Linked DNA regions of Macaca mulatta: region 2 is linked to region 1. Evidence: chromatin contacts called from public Hi-C data. All regions are on one chromosome and are shown on one strand. Each heading gives the region's core, a stretch centred on a gene start, on an enhancer-like site or on the middle of the called end of the contact. The rest is flanking DNA. Distances are from core to core; before and after follow the strand shown. Region 1 holds the start of SMIM45 (small integral membrane protein 45). Region 2 holds the start of LOC712231.

The links. Hi-C and Micro-C count contacts between places; a contact is called where the count stands out from the background.
Region 2: a Hi-C map of fetal cortical plate shows a contact between it and region 1, with 3 times the contacts expected there. The contact joins the promoter of LOC712231 here to the promoter of SMIM45 in region 1. A contact is called at or near these places in 5 of 14 Hi-C or Micro-C datasets (blood, cortical neurons, fetal cortex germinal zone and 2 more).

Annotation. Positions count from the first base shown.
Region 1 is chr10:9,550,701-9,555,688 of T2T-MMU8v2.0, forward strand. It overlaps SMIM45 (small integral membrane protein 45), which reads right to left and starts at 2,898. Exons shown (of 2, transcript XM_077949549.1): 1 at 2,038-2,898. CENPM (centromere protein M) reads left to right here and starts at 2,707. Exons shown (of 6, transcript NM_001194334.2): 1 at 2,707-2,826; 2 at 3,349-3,428; 3 at 3,840-3,932. The coding sequence starts at 2,770.
Region 2 is chr10:9,820,386-9,825,242 of T2T-MMU8v2.0, forward strand. LOC712231 reads right to left here and starts at 2,335. Exons shown (of 3, transcript XM_015150470.3): 1 at 758-2,335. The coding sequence starts at 973. SNU13 (small nuclear ribonucleoprotein 13) reads left to right here and starts at 2,430. Exons shown (of 4, transcript XM_015150469.3): 1 at 2,430-2,515. It overlaps LOC144331642 (a long non-coding RNA gene), which reads right to left. Exons shown (of 2, transcript XR_013398984.1): 2 at 2,430-4,145. It overlaps LOC144331638 (a long non-coding RNA gene), which reads left to right and starts at 2,904. Exons shown (of 4, transcript XR_013398978.1): 1 at 2,904-4,203; 2 at 4,532-4,781.

The DNA of each region.
Region 1 (4,988 bases), core at 1,648-4,147:
AGGCTGAAGTGCAGTGGCGTGATCTGGGCTCACTGCAACCTCTGCCTCCCCGGTTCAAGTGATTCTCCCACCTCAGCCTTCTGAGTAATTGGAACCAAAGGTGCATACCACCATGCTCAGCTAATGTTATTTATTTATAATAATTTTTAAAATTATTATTATTTTTTTTTTTTTTGAGACGGAGCCTCGCTCTGTCACCAGGCTGGAGTGCACCAGTGCCATCTTGGCCCACTGCAACCTCTTGACTCCCTGGTTCAAGCGATTTTCCTGCCTCAGCCTCCGAGTAGCTAGGATTACAGGCACACACCTCCACGCCCAGCTAATTTTTGCTTTTTTGTTGTTTTGTTTTGTTTTGAGACAGAGTCTCGCTCTGCGGCCAGGCTGGAGGGCAGTAGCGCGGTCTTGGCTTACCGCAACCTCCGCCTCCTGGGTTCAAGCGATTCTCCTGCCTCAGCCTCCCAAGTAGCTGGGATTACAGGGACGTGCCACCATGCCCAGCTAATTTTTGTATTTTTAGTAGAGATGGGGTTTCACCATGTTGGCCAGGCTGATCTTGAACTCCTGACCTCGTGATCTGCCCACCTTGGCCTCCCAAAGTGCTGGGATTACAGGCATGAGCCACCGCACCCAGTTAATTTTTGTATTTTTAGTAGACACAGGGTTTCACCATGTTGGCCAGGATGGTCTCAGTCTCCTGACCTTGTGATCTGCCTGCCTCAGCCTCCCAAAGTGCTGGAATTACAGGTGTGAGCCACCGCGCCCGGCCTATTATTATTATTTTTGAGATGGAGTTTCACTCTTGTTGCCCAGGCTGGAGTGCAATGGTGCAATCTCAGCTCACTGCAACTTCTGCCTCCCGAGTTCAAGCGATTCTCCTGCCACAGCCTCCCAGGTAGCTGGGATTACAGGCATGCACCACCACGTCCCGCTAATTTTGTATTTTTAGTAGTACAGACGGGGTTTCTCCATGCTGGTCAGGCTGGTCTCGAACTCCTGATGTCAGGTGATCCGCCTGCCTCAGCCTCCCAAAATGCTAGGATTACAGGCGTGAACCACCGTGCCCAGCCTGCTCAGCTAATTTAAAATTTTTTTTTGCAGAGATGAGGTCTCACTATATTGCCTAGGCTGGCCTCAAACTCCCAGACTCAAGTGATTCACCCGCCTCAGTCTCCCAAAGTGCTGGGTTACAAGCGTGAGCCACGGTGTTCAGCTTGCTTTATTTTCTTGTCATAGTGCCTACTACTACTTGATTTTCAGGAAGTCCTCTCCACATCCCATGCCATGAGGAATCAAAGCCCTATCTGTGCTGAGGGCAAGGGTTCTACGGGGCCATTTACTTCCTGATCTTTCCAAGCAAGACATAGTTAGTTTAGTCTGCAGTTTGAAGGATTTAGGCTAGACAGTGTCTCTGCTCTCCCAGATATTACAACAATGAGCACACTGTCATCATTGTCTATCCCATCCTCATCACACTAAGTTAATGAATAATGTCTGATTCAACTGTCTTCCCAGGGCCGGGCATTGCGTCTGGGCATAGGAAATGATGAATAAATGACTGCTGAGAATGAATGGATGAATGTAATCCATCCATTCACTCAACAAATATTTATTAACTATGACATACCAGGCACTTTTAGAGTGCTGGACATACAAAGTGACAAAGTCTCTAACTGCTTGTTTCTTACATTTTAGATGGAGAGACAATTAACAAGTTACTATATAACTGTTGGGAGAACCAGTTCGCAATGGGCCCTGGGCGTCCCTGCATGTTCTTGCTGGGTATGCCAAGAAAGCAAGACCCCGACAGCTCTGTACCCAGGCTGCGTTTGCAGCAAGGAACCTTGAAAGATGAGCTAAAGTCTCCCACCCGACAAAGAACAGCATGCTCACCACTCGCTATAAAAGCAGTAAATTGGCAGGGCCTGCTGATGTGCATCGGTAGTCCCAGCTATTCAGGAGGCTGAAGCAGGACTGCTTGAGGCCAGTAGTTTAAGAGCCGCCCGGGCAACATGGCCAGATCCGCTTGGTGGCACTTGCCTGTAGTTCCAGCTACTCAGGAGGCTAAGCCAGGAAGATTACTTGAGCCCAGGAGTTTGAAGCTGTAGTGAGCTATGATCATGTCACTATACTCCAGCATGGGCAACAGAGTGACACTCCAACTCAAAAAAAAAAAAAAAAAAGGCCAGGCACGGTGGCTCACGTCTGTAATCTCAGCACTTCAGGAGGCCGAGGCACGAGGATCACTTGAGGCCAGGAGTTTGAGACTAGCCTGGGCAAGCTGGGGAAATCCCATCTTTACTAAAAATACAAAAATAAATCAGGCGTGGTGACGCACGCCTGTAATCCCAGCTCCTCTGGAGGCTGAGGCAGGAGAATCGCTTAAACTCAGGAGGCAGAGGTTGTAGTGAACAGAAATCGCGCACATTGCACTCCTGTCTGGGCCCCAGAGCGAGACTCCGTCTCAAAAAAAAAAAAAAAGTACTGTGTATGAGCATGAATGAACGAAAGTGTACAAAGAAATCACTACAAATCTGCTTACTGTGGAGCATGGAACAAAAGGCCTGTCCACCACGTGTTCCGCGGGTGGTGCTGGAATGCCCCTCAGAAAAGGAGATAAACGTTCGGTTCCTTTAAGAGGCCCAGTCCCGTCCCGCGAAGCCCCGCCTATAAGGAGGTACGTGCCCCCAGGCCGCGCTCTAGGGGCGGGACTCAGGGCGGTTTGAAAGATCGGCGCGCACAGCAGGAGCGGCGGTCGGCCTTGAGGCTGTGATGTCGGTGTTGAGGCCGCTGGACAAACTGCCCAGCCTGAACACGGCCACCATCTTGGTAGGTGCCGGCGGCCCCGCTTCCCCCGCCGGCCTTTACCTCCTGGGCGGCGCTTCAGCCACTAGGTCAACTGAGCTCCCTAAGGCGCCGAGCCAGTGAGCGCTACCGTAGCGGGACGGGGAAAAGGCGGAGAGCCACGCTTTGAACCAATCGGAGTAGCCGCTCTCTAAGGTTGAGAGACGCACTCACCAATAGGTGCTCGGCGGGCCCTTCCCATCTTCTGATTAGCGGGTTCCCGCGCCTGGATTTGGTTTTTCCGCGTCTGGGGGTCTGGCTTCCTGGAGAGGCCGGCGGTCTAAACGAGGATCGGGTAGTAGAGAGTGCGGTGCCCACAGGCCTGCAGCGGGTCCAAACCTCAGGACCCCAGCCTGTGCCGCATCGCGGGGTCCACTTCTCGGGAAATGTCCTCGGAGCCGCCTGCTGGCGGCGGCCCGATCTCCCCGGGAGTGGGTCGAAGGGCCAGGCCCTCCCCAGGGGTTGCTGTGCCTCTGGCTCGACGGTCCGCTCTCTCTCCCTGCGCAGCTGGTAGGCACGGAGGATGCTCTTCTGCAGCAGCTGGCGGACTCGATGCTCAAGGAGGACTGCGCCTCCGAGCTGAAGGTGTAAGTAGCCGCGGCTGTGGCCTGGGCCCACGTGTCTCTCACTCCAGAGGGATTCAGTCCTAGCTGCTAAACCCCGAAGCCCAGCGCCCCCTCCTCTGAGGCTGGTCCTTCTCCCAGCATGCAGCGTAGCTGGCTAGGCCCATGCCGTCTTATATCCCAACCTCCCCTTGCCGAGGTGGTGACTAAACAGAGGCCCTTTCTGGCAGAGGGAATCAGACAGGAGTAATGTGAATAGGACCGGCCGAGTCCTGCCTCTGTGCTGGCCCAAGGAGTTGTGGCCGCAAGAGCCTCGGGTGGCTAGGATGAGGTGGGGAACCCTTGACGGCCTCTTTCCCCATGAAGGGCACCATTTAAACGGTCGCTGTGAAGGCGGTACGCTTATCTTGAGTCCTGCAATTTCCTGTTTTTCAGCCACTTGGCAAAGTCCCTCCCTTTGCCCTCCAGTGTGAATCGGCCACGAATTGACCTGATCGTGTTTGTGGTTAATCTTCACAGCAAATACAGGTGAGAGCCAGAGGAAGGGGCAGTCAGGGCTTAGGCAGGCCTGGCTCAGAAGTGTGCTGGGAGAGTGACCTAACTTGTGATGGAAGTGGTGAGGATGGGAGAGGCTGTCTGAGGTCAATCCTATAGGGTGAGGAAAGAGGAGGCAGTGGCCAGTGCACAGTGTTTAAAAGACAACGGCCAGGCACAGTGGCTCACACCTGTAATCTCAGCACTTTGGGAGGCCGAGGTGGGCAGATTGCCTGAGACCAGCCAGGGCAACACGGTGAAACCCCGTCTCTACTAAAATGCAAAACATTAGCCGGGCGTGGTGGCTTGCGCCTGTAGTCTCAGCTACTCGGGAGGCTGAGGCAGAATTGCTTGAACCCAGGAGGTGGAGGTTGCAGTGAGCCGAGATCGGGCCACTGCACTCCAGCCTGGGCAACAAAGCGAGACTCTGTCTCAAAAAAAAATTAAAGTCCACCTATAATAAAGAACGAAAGCATAACCTTTGCAGCAACCTGGATGCAGCTGGAGGCCATTATGCTAAGTGAATTAACACAGGAGCAGAAAATCAAGTACTACATGTTCTCACTTGTAAGTGGGGGCTAAACATGGGGTCCTCATGGACACAGAGATGGCAACAATAGACATTGGGGACTACTAGAGCAGGGAAGGAGGGAGGGGGCAACGATTGAAAAACTATTAGGTCCTATGCTCAGTACCTGGGTGATGGGATCATTTGTACCCCAAGCCTCAGCATCACATGGTATACCCATGTAATAAACCTGTACATGTACCCCCTGAATCTAAAATAAAAGTTGAAATTATTTTTAAAAAACATTAAAGGACATAATGGGGCATGGTGGCTCATGCCACTTTGGGAGACCGAGACCGGTGGATCGCTTGAGGTCAGGAGTTTGAGACTAGCCTGGCCAACATGGCAAACCGTGTCTCTACTAAAAATACAAAAACTAGCTGAGCGTGGTGGCATGCACCTGTAATCCCAGCTACTCAGGAGGCTGAGGCAGGAGAATCACTTGAACCTAGGAGGTGGACATTGCAGTGAGCCAAGATCGC
Region 2 (4,857 bases), core at 1,085-3,584, 270 kb after region 1:
TTGCGCCAATTTTTTTTTTTTTTTTAAGAGAGAAAAAAGAGGCCAGGCGCAGTGGCTCATGCCTGTAATCCCAGCACTTTGGGAGGCTGAGGCGGGCAGATCACGAGGTCAGGAGCTTGAGACCAGCTTGGCCAACATAGTTAAACCCTGTCTCTACTAAAAATACAAAAAAAAAAAAAATTAACTGGGTGTGGTGGCAGGTGCCTGTAATCCTAGGTACTCGGGAGGCTGAGGCAGGAGAATCACTTGAACCAGGAAGGCAGAGGTTGCAGCGAACCAAGATCACACCACTGCACACCAGCCCAGGCAACAGTGTGAGACTCTGTCTCAGAAAAAAAAAAGAGAGAGAGAGAAAGGAGAAGTCCATTCTGGTGACTATATGGAGGATAGGCTGTTGTTGCATAAGAGAAGCAGTAAGAACCGGGCAGAAGGCTGTTGCTATGGTCCAAGTGAGACATGATGGTGTCTCTGCCCAGGAAGGTGTGGTGTGGTTGGGAGAAGTGATCAGATTTGAGATACAATTTGCAAGTATAGCCCCTGGGACTTGCAGATGGATTGAATGTGTGGAGTGAGGGAAAGAGAGGAGCTCAGGGTGACTCCTGGGTTTGGGGCTTGGCCGATGCTCTCCCCGAGCAGCCTGAGTTTCCCTGTGATTCATTTCTGGTACACCAGCCATAAAACAAGGTCCTTGTAACAAGTGACAGAGACAATCATGGTGCTGAGGGAAGGAGGGTGAAAGTGTATGGGGCCCACTCACCTTGATGACATTCCTTGTGCTGAAGCGGGTCCTGGTGACCTGGTGCCAATAGTGCCGGACCTGCCAGACCAGAAAGAGGCAGAGGACAAGCAGGTTGCCACAGCACTGAGGGTCCCTGCAGCTGTGATCCTGGGAAAGCAGGCCCTGCACTGGCTCCCACTCAGGGCCATGGAATGGCCCCACCACGGCACAGGCACCCAACAGTGACAACAACATGGCAAAGTTTAGACCAGGCAGATGGTGTTGGGAGCTAGGGGGCAGACCTGGCACATCTGATGCAGCCAGCTGCAGTAGGATAGCTGCCACATCATAGCACCCCTGTCACTGAGGCCACCTCACAAAGCGGGCTGATGCCCCATCCTCAACTCTGACCCTGGTGCCAGGGCTGGCTAGCATGCTCTTGGTGCAGGTAAGGACAGTATTGGGGAATTGCTCAAAAGTAATTAAGAGGAAGAACTTGTTTTAAACAACCCCATCCTCTGGAATGAAGAGATTAAGTTCCCTGAATGTGTGATGGGGTTATATAACCTGCAGTCTGCTTGATTTCTTTCTTCCTATGAGATACTTGGATCTGCCTGTCCTTCTATCTATTATCAAACATTTAATAAACACTGTATTGAATACAGGTATTATTGTTTAACCACTCAGCATCCCTTTCTCGTTGCTTGCAGTATCCTGATTTCCCATGGGGTAATTACTTTTCCCATCTTAGGATCAGTGTTGGTGGGAAAATAAATGCTACCCTGAAGACTCTTTTACCCAAAGGTTCTATTCAAAATAAATATCTGAGCAGGCAGGGACGTCAGCCAATCATAATGAGCCAGGACTTAACCGTTTAGTGGCTGAATTTTTTTTTTTTTCAGACCGAGTTTTGCTCTTGTTGCCCAGGCTGGAGTGCAATGGCGCAATCTCTGCTCACTGCAACTTCCGCCTCCCAGGTTCAAGCGATTCTCCCGCCTCAATCTGCCGAGTAGCTGGGATTACAGGCATGCGCCACCACCCTCGGCTAATTTTATATTTTTAGTAGAGACAGGGGTTTCTCCGTGTTGGTCAGGCTGGTCTCGAACTCTCAACCTCAGGTGATCCGCTCGCCTCAGCTTCCCAAAGTGCTGGGATCACAAGCGTGAGCCACCGCGCCCGGCCTTGTTTTGTTTTGTTTTGTTTTGTTTTGTTTTTTTGGTCTTTGAGTCTTGCTCTGTTGCCCCAGCAGGAGTGCTGGAGTGCAGTGGCACGATCTCAGCTCACTGCAGCCTCCACCTCCGGGGTTCAAGCGATTCTCCTGCTTCAGCCTCCCAAGTAGCTGAGTTTGCAGGCGCCCGCCACCACGCCTGGCTAATTTTTGTATTTTTAGTAGAGACGGGGTTTCGCCATGTTGGCCAGGCTGGTCTTGAACTCCTGTCCTCAAGTGATCCGCCCGCCTCGGCCTCCCAAAGTGCTAGGATTACAGGCATAAGCCACTGCGACCGACTGGTGGGTTATTTTTTGAATCTTTAATTCATTGTTTCTGCCAATAATTTGTACTGGACAGCTCATAAGAACGCCAAAGTACGTTCCTTCATCAACACAGAGCCAGTTTCCGCGCCAGTGCCCCGTAGGGGGCGGGGCCCGCTAGCTCGCTTGCGTAGCGTCATCTTTGCTTCCTGCCGCGCGGGGCCGTTTCCGCTGCTGCTTCAGTGAGTTTTTCCGGTGGAGGCGAACGCTGCTCAGAAGTCGGCTGCGCTCTCCTAGAAGTGCCGAGCCCGCGGAACAGCAGCCATGGTGAGTGCGTGCGCCGGCCAAGGGACCGGGAAGCAGGAGACTCGGGGTTGCGTTCACTCCCTGGCCTGTTAGATGAAGGCTTAGACCCTGCGCCGTCTCATCCGCCGGCGCTGGGTCTTAACCGCCGGGCCCTGAGTTAGAACTCCAGCAGCCGCGGGTTCCCAACAGCCTGGCCCGAGGTTAGAACTCGAGGTTAGAACTCAGGAAACCTCAGGGATCCCCGCTGCTGTGGTGCTTTGCCGCACGATCTGTTTGCGTGGCAGAAGGTCTGCGGCGAGCGGAGGGGGCATGGCCTAGCGGGAGAAAGAGACCAACCCACGTGGGAGAGGGCAAAAAGTTGGGTGAAGAAAATTTGGCTCCAACTTTTTTTTCCCCTTGTTTCTTTAAGTACGAAATCTACGATGGCGTGGGACCCTGGGATTCGGATCAACCTCTCCTACCCACCCTACCTCACCCCACCCCCGTTGCTGGGGTCCAGGAGATCTCCTGTGGGTGTGCGCCTAGTGCTCGCCGCGAGTCACACGCGCCAGGGACCTAGAGGAGACTTTGGCAATTGGGGGCTGTGGGGAACATGAAGTGAGCGCGACTCACGGCCTGGAGCGCAGGAAGGGCTTCTCCCGCAAGGTGGTGGCTTCAAAACCCAGAAGTCTGGTAGCACCACGTGCGGCGTCTCTGAATTCTTGGTCGTCTCTGACTTTTAAATATCTAGGGAAAGTTCTAAAACGTGTGTCCTGGCGTAGTCGTTTTGGTTGGCACTTGGTGAGGAGGGAAGAATTTGCAAAGCACTGTAACGTTTATAGTTAATCCTTCCAGCGGAGCTTGGATCCCGGCGGTAGCACTCCCCCCAAACCTCCTCCCATGCATTTTGAAGCTTAGTGCGTGGCTGAGCCTAGAACTCGAAGCTTTCAAACTCAGTGCTCGCTTTTATGCAGTTCCCTGAAACGTTTTGGAATCGGATGGTCTCAGGTTGAACTTTGCAGTTTTCCTCAACTGTAAAATGGGAATGACAGTGCATCAGGATGTTGTGAGGATCAGATGAAATAAAGCATGTTAAACATCTAGTCCTCATGCTTGGCACAGAGTGAGCACGCAGTATTTGTTGTCCAATCAAAACCTTGCAAGTTTTGGCTGTCTGGTGTACAGGGAAACCAAACTGATCACGCTAGGTACGGATTTAGGTTGGCTGGTGGTATGCTATCATTCATTAATTTATTTAACCTCTGAAGAAATTGAAAGGCGAATAAATACACCCTAAGCAAGTTTCAATTAGTGTTTATAAGCTAGGTAGTTTGGTTTTAAAATTGAGTTTAACTTTTTGTTTACTAATAGTGAAACATTTAGGTATTTGATGGCTGTTCAGATTCCTGAAGTTTTCCTCTTATGAATTTGATATTTATTGAGAGTTGAGGATCCTGATTTCCAGAGAATGGGTTGTTGGAAACAACAGCAATTTTAAAAGTTTTTTTAAATTGACATATCATAGTTGTATGTACTTTGGGGGTTCCACATAATATTTTTAAGTATATCTATTTTAAAATGTGGGACAGGGCCAGGCACGGTGCCTCATGCCTGTAATCCCAGCACTTTGGGAGGCCAAGGCGGGTGGATTATGGGGTCAGGAGTTCAAGACCTGCCTGGCCAACATAGTGAAACCCTGTCTACTAAAAATACAAAAAAATTAGCCAGGCGTGGTGGCGGGCACCTGTAATCCCAGCTCTTTGGGAGGCTGAGGCAAGGAGAATCGCTTGAACCTGGGAGGCAGAGGTTGCAGTGAGCCAAGATCGCGCCACTGCACTTCAGCCCGGGTGACAGTGTGAGACTCCGTCTCAAAAAATATAAATAAATAAAATAAAAGGTGATAAATTATTAACCAAAATTTCCAGCCGGGTACGGTGGCTCACACCTGTAATCCCAGCACTTTGGGAGGCCGAGGTGGGCGGATCATGAGGTCAAGAGTTCAAGACCAGCATGACCAACATGGTGAAACCCCATCTCTACTAAAAATACAAAAATTAGGCGGGCATGGCGGTGCATACCTGTAATCCCAGCTACTTAGGAGGCTGAGGCAGAAGAATCACTATATCCGGGGAGGCCGTGGTTGCAGTGAGCTGACATCGTGCCACTGCACTACAGCCTGGGTGACAAAGCAAGACTCTGTCCCAAAAAAAAAATAAAATCCCTACTGTAGTATCAAATAAAACATATTTGTATGGCCGGATGTGGTGGCTCACACCTTTAATCCCAGCACTTTGGGAGGCCGAGGCAGGTGGATCTCGACTCACTGAAACCTCTGTCTCCCGGGTTCAAGCGATTCTCCTGTCTCAGCCTCCCAAGTAGCTGGG